2 separate regions of the Zea mays genome follow, and region 1 is linked to region 2. A link is a contact called in public Hi-C data. All regions are on one chromosome and are shown on one strand. Each heading gives the region's core, a stretch centred on a gene start, on an enhancer-like site or on the middle of the called end of the contact. The rest is flanking DNA. Distances are from core to core; before and after follow the strand shown. Region 1 has its middle 19 kb from the start of LOC100194374. Region 2 holds the start of LOC100383476.

Region 1 (3,108 bases), core at 565-3,064, 370 kb before region 2:
TCCGATCGAAAAATTTCGAAATCGGTTTCCGGAATACCGAAAAATTCCGAAACCGTTTTCATCCCTAGGTGTGGTTGCACATGAAACAGGGGGAAATGGTCTTTTTGTCCATGTTAACTGTGTTAGAAGTTAAATACTCTCTCTATTTTTTTATTTGTCGCCTTTTAGTTCACAAAAATGAGCGATAACAGATATTGGAGAATGGAGGAATAAAGAACCATGATATCTTTTGTACACTTGGATGCAGCTACAAAATAGATGTTTGTGCGTAGGCGGCTAGAGCTGCAAGATGTAGGGGCTGTTTAGTTTGGTGTCTAAGACGCCACAACTTGTCTAACTTTTCTGCCTAAATTTATGGTTTGTTTGGTTTGTGACTAATTGTGTCACACTGTGCCTAAGGTTAGTCGTTCTAATTGAAGAACTAACATTAGATAGAAAAGTTAGGCAAATTGTGACAAGTTAGGCAGCGAACCAAACAACCCTTTAGTTCTTCAATTCGAGCGACTAAGCTTAGACGGAATATGGTGTCTTCCGTAGGAAACCAAACATGTCCATAATACTTGATATGATAACAGGGAAAGCATATATCTGGGTTAGAGATACAAGAGGTTAACCTAGTGCTTGTTTCTTTTTGTGGTCCGAGATCTCAATGCAACATATGTTGATAGGGATATAGACCATGAACATGTATAATCCATGTTATGTGGGCTGTCGCATTGTTAACCCAAGCCACATGTGTCTCTTAGGGTGTGTTTGGTTTCGGAACAACGTGGGTCGGGTCGGAGCTGAACCATTTTTCTGGGTCGGGTCGGACCCGTTCCTTGTTTGGTTTCAGTGGCAGATTGAACCTAGTTTCTTGTTTGATTACATGGTTAAAGTGGGTTGGAGCTGCACCATCTCTTGTTTGTTTCGTGATGAGGGATGAACTGAATATGGTCAACTTTCTGGTCATATTACCACACTCAGAATTATATCTTTAATTCAATAAGATAACAACATTCAAAATAAATAAACCGACACTATTTTAATATTTGAAAAATCCATAAGCACAAGATATACATAAATTAAAGCCATTATTAACCAAGTCATAATTTTTTAGTGATGAGGTCTCACTGTTACATTTCAGACATAATTAAAGGAACATCCCAACAACATCAAGATGCATTTCAATGATGTAACATTTGCCATTACTAGCGGACTTGTCTAGACGATGACGAGCACTGACCTTTACCTGTTCGACGACAGCACTAGCAAGGCTCGCGGGTTGTGCCTACTGGAGAACACGCCGGCATCGGAGGGCAGGCCAGCGAGGGACTGACGATGGGAGGCGCAACAAGCCGGTGGGGGAGTCTGACGACGCTGATAGAGGCCAGCACACTGGAGGGCAGGCCAGTGGGGAACTAACGACGGGAGGCAAGCGGGGGATTAACGTTGGAGGGTAGGCTGGCGGGGTCCCTCGTCCCAGTAGGCTGGTAGTGGCGGCACGCCCCTGTGCTGGTCTCGAGTGGATAAGGCATGAGTGATGGGAGGGTGGAGAGAAAGTGGGTCGAAATGGTTCGCTTGTTTTTGAGAAATCTTTAGAACCCATATTTTTAAGAAGTATTTCGACCCAGAACCAATCTAACCCGCGAGCCTTTTAAACCAAACGCAGGTTGTTATGGGTTGAACCCGTTTCAATCCGCATCAACCCGCTAACTAAACACACTCTTACACTCTTACGTCAACATGGCGGGCTGAAGTCAACATAGATGTGTGAGGTGTGGGCCGATGCCCTCCTCATCTAGATATGGTGTCGTGCACCGTGCACGGAGAAGGCTTTCGAAAAGTGTACTCAGTCCTGGTCGTGGCGGGCCCATATTCGAGGGCATTCAAGCTTTGAGGCTATCACAATGAGAGCTGGTCACTTTTGATTCTAATGCCAGACCTCGCCTTGCCTTGCTTGGCTAGAAATCGAGTAGCAACAGACGTTTGGTTTTTTTTGACAAATTTGTCTGGGTGTTCGTGCTGGCAAGGGTCCCTTACTACTGCTGGGGAGCTACATTGGCTCACCCACATCAGCAAGGTGTAACACCCTAATCTTACTATATAATTTTTCACTATTTAAAGTAACATGAATTTATGTATCCTGAATGAGTATACCATAATATTTTTATTTGTTTAATTATCAATATAGAAACAACATTAACAATCAAGCCATCGTTGGGTTTTGACATGTGAGTGGAAGAACCAAACAACAAGACAAACTAGAAACAGTGGCTCTCGATATGTCTTGTCAAGCGTGTTTTCTTCCGTTCGAGCGGGGTATTTCAACAAGACAACCCTATCACATCCGGGTTAGGGCCCATTCGTTTCTGCAGGATTACACCAAGAATTATTCCTGTTAATCAAAACTTATACAAATTAGAGAAGCAATCCGGGCCGGAACAGTTCCGACCTTCTATTCCCCGTCAACCGAACGGGCCCTTAATGGGTTGCAACCAGGGTTCACTTTCTCGTTCCGAGATCACCTGATTTCAGCATTTTTTCGTTTTCGTTACTAACCGAAAAATGAATTTTGATCTGGTTTCAAATGGAATTTGATTCAAAATATAAAAATACAAAAGTCAAATTTTGGTCAACAAAATGAAATTCTGATCATTCTAAACGAAATTGTGAACCCTGGTCGCAACAACCATATCACATTTTGGTTAATGGAACTATAGGATTGGCTCCACCTTAAGGCCATGTAACAACATATCAGGGCGTATTTGGAAGTTTATAGTTTTAGGCAATGCCATGGTTTATAGGAATACTAGAGTATTTTTTATACCATAAGGTGTCTGTTTGCATTCCTAAAAGGAAAAAGTCCATATTACTCCCTCCACCTATTGATGTTGTTAAAATAACGTCCTAAACATTTTTTTGCTTGATTAACCCCTCCAGAATAGTAAATGTAAACACCTCAAAAATGAGTTTTGAAGATTAGGCAAACTCCTTTCAAAATATAAGCAAAAGTGTTCTCTAATAAGGATTAATTAAGAAGGAGGCCCTAGTCAAATTATCCTATATTAGATGAAAATAATTGAATTAAAACAAAAGCAATAAGAAAACAGGAAAAAGAAAAAAAGA
Region 2 (2,899 bases), core at 44-2,543:
ACTTGGCAAGTGTTTTTTTTTTAAAAAAAAACTCTTGCGTTTACTATAAACTTAAAGTATCTTCCAGCTGCGAGTTGGGTCCTAAATCAATATGCTCCATTTATTTGAAAAAATAGAGAAAGCGTGGTTTGATTTAACTGGCCTCTGAACTCATTTTTTACTAGCAAATTCCGTGAAGCACTATTACGATTATATACGAGTAACATCACAACAATAAGAAAATACTTTCGGTGATGTAAGCATGTAGCGTATGTATAACAAGATTGTTGTCATGTGGAAAAGTTTGTTATTACAAGATTTGGCGTACAAGCCTGGTATATATAAAAAACAAAATGGAGGTACTATTGTCCTCACGTGGAAAAATAATAATGGAGGTACTAGTGTTCAAAGGAATGGCCCGAACTGGGTGATAACACAATTATATTTACCAAGCATTACTAGTAGTAGCCTCGTTCTAAACTAATACTCCATTCGTTTTTTTATTTATCGCAGTTTAGTTCAAAAATAAACAACCGACGACAAAAAATATTAATAGTATATTATAGAAAGAGTTGTTGTATGTAATATTAATTCGTATCATATATCTTCTGGTTTGTATATAAATTTAATTAAGTTTAAAATAGTTTGACCAAGGATATCTATAAAATTTGATTTATTTTGGAGGGACGGAGTAGGAGACAAAAAGCAAATGATTGAACACTCGAAAAAAAAAAGAAAAACAGACAGAACCGTGGCAGTTTAGACCGCTGAAAGGCCTGCGGCGGGGGACAGGAGGCGGGCACGGACCTGCACGGGGAGCGCGTCCATGTCGGCCCGGAGCGCGACGACGGGGCCGGCGGCGGCGCCCGCGATGGTGGCCACGACGCCGGTCTGGGCGACGGGCCACCGGTACGGGACGCCGATCGCGTCGAGCTCGGCCCGCACGAGCTCGCTGGTGCGGAACTCCTGGAAGGCCAGCTCGGGGCGCTGGTGGATGCGCCGCCGCACGCCGCGCAGCCACGCGGCGAACCCCGGCGCGCGCGCCTCGCTGAGGAGGTCCGCTGCCGCCGACGCCGCCTCCTCTGCCGAGGCGAGGGAGAGGTGCGAACAGAGCAGTAGCAGCGGGAGGAGGAAGCGGGAGGAGGAGGAGGAGGAGGAGGAGGAGGAGGAGGAAGAGGAGGAGGAGGCCATGGTGGAAGTGGAAGTACGAGGATCGCCCGGCCGGTGGCAACGGGCGATCGGCAAAGGTGGAAGGAGATCACTTGGAGGAGAGACGCGGGAGTCGGAGGCAGGCAGACGGCTTCTTCAGTCAAGAGGTGGAGTGAGGTGAGTGAATCGAACGGCCCAGCGATTTTCGTGGCTTTCGAGAGGGGCCGAGTCATCGAGCAGAGCTACCTGCCATTTCGGGTTCGGGATTAGCCTTGGCGTTAGCGTTAGCGCGGCCGCCGGCCAACTAGCCTGTGTCGTTATCTAAGCGCTTCTTGACGACATTACTTTGGACGTACGTGACGGAATCATGAAAAGACAAGTCATATATAGCTGTTCTTGGCATCCTTCCAACAACCCTTTTTTTCGTATTTCTCATCTAGACGTAACTTCTTGTTTCAAATCCATACGTATCCTTGTGAATTGTGATTTCTACTACATTTGTTTACGGTCATCTAACAAAGTGGCGCTTAACAACCTAGGCTAGATACCTGTGCCCAATTACATGGCGTTAGAGAGGGACATCACCTCAACTTGAGTACGGATTTAATGAACAGAGATCACGAGGGTATCTACAGGTAAACAAGTGATGCATGCCACTACTCTATGGCAGTAGATTTCTAGTTTGGATGTCTGATTTCAATTTCATTCCTAACATATATACGTGTCGGCATGGTTAGGAGAAAAAAAATCTGGATTTGTCCACGATCAAACCCATATTATCATAATTTACTTATCACATTCTCTATATGTACCCGTGCCTAATGCATAATAATCAATGTTATCAATATTTATTGATTTGCGTTGAACTATTACCACTATACGGGAGATTCGAACACACACTACATTACCATATTTCCAACCGATACTTAGCATCTGGGACTATGGGGTGTTTGTTTGAGATTACAATCTACTCAGCTTATATAATCTAACTTATTTTAAGTTAAATGTTAGTTTAAAATAAGTTAGATTATATAATCTGGCTAGATTATAACACAAACAAATATATCCTGAACGCCTCATATTTAATCTCGGTTGTATGAATCGATACTAAAGATGAGACTTTAGTACTGGTTCTCGGCATAAACAGGTATTAAAACTTACATCTTTAATACCGGTTTGTTGCATGAAACGGTACTAAATGTTTCTTTTTAGTACTGGTTCTTTGCTAGAACCACTACTAAAATATCGAACCCAGATTTTATTATATGTTTACTTACATTAAAATGGATATGTACAATAATATATATATATATATATTCAATAATTATAATTATATATATATATTCATATATACAAAACGGATAAATTAATAATAATATATACAAATGTCTATGAAGTTTGGGCGTTCCAGGCAGGGGTCTTGCGCGTTGTCGACGTCTCCTTCTCCAAGCTCTAGATGGTTCTCCTCTGCACGCTTTCGGATGGTCCGCAATAGCGCAGAGGATCTTCCTCTTTGTGAAGAATCCTGGAACTCGCCTCGAGAGAGATCCCATCGAAGAGGATAGTTCCAAGGCGTTGCTTCGGGTTGGCAGGCCGACCGGTGTTCCTCTAATCGACGTAGAGTCGAAGAGAGATTGTTGGGGAATACTCCTGGGAATTGGAAGAACGATATAAATAAGATAAAATTGATAAATAGATTTGATTAGGTCGACTGTAGGGGATTCAATCGGTCGTAGCCCTTCATCTATATTAAGGGGAGGTCTGGACACGT

Evidence for each region. Hi-C and Micro-C count contacts between places; a contact is called where the count stands out from the background.
Region 1: a Hi-C map of ear shows a contact between it and region 2, with 2.8 times the contacts expected there. The contact joins the enhancer-like site here to the promoter of LOC100383476 in region 2. A contact is called at or near these places in 3 of 25 Hi-C or Micro-C datasets (ear, endosperm and leaf).

What each region holds. Positions count from the first base shown.
Region 1 is chr7:27,113,822-27,116,929 of Zm-B73-REFERENCE-NAM-5.0, reverse strand. No RefSeq gene overlaps it. Among protein-coding and RNA genes, the nearest start is that of LOC100194374, 19 kb to the left of the region's middle. Within about 2 kb of position 1,814, at least 12 of the 20 cell types and tissues checked have an H3K27ac peak or open chromatin away from gene starts, as enhancers often do. A contact at or near this core is called in ear and endosperm, where this site is marked.
Region 2 is chr7:26,745,347-26,748,245 of Zm-B73-REFERENCE-NAM-5.0, reverse strand. It overlaps LOC100383476, which reads right to left and starts at 1,293. Exons shown (of 5, transcript NM_001176124.1): 1 at 787-1,293. The coding sequence starts at 1,170.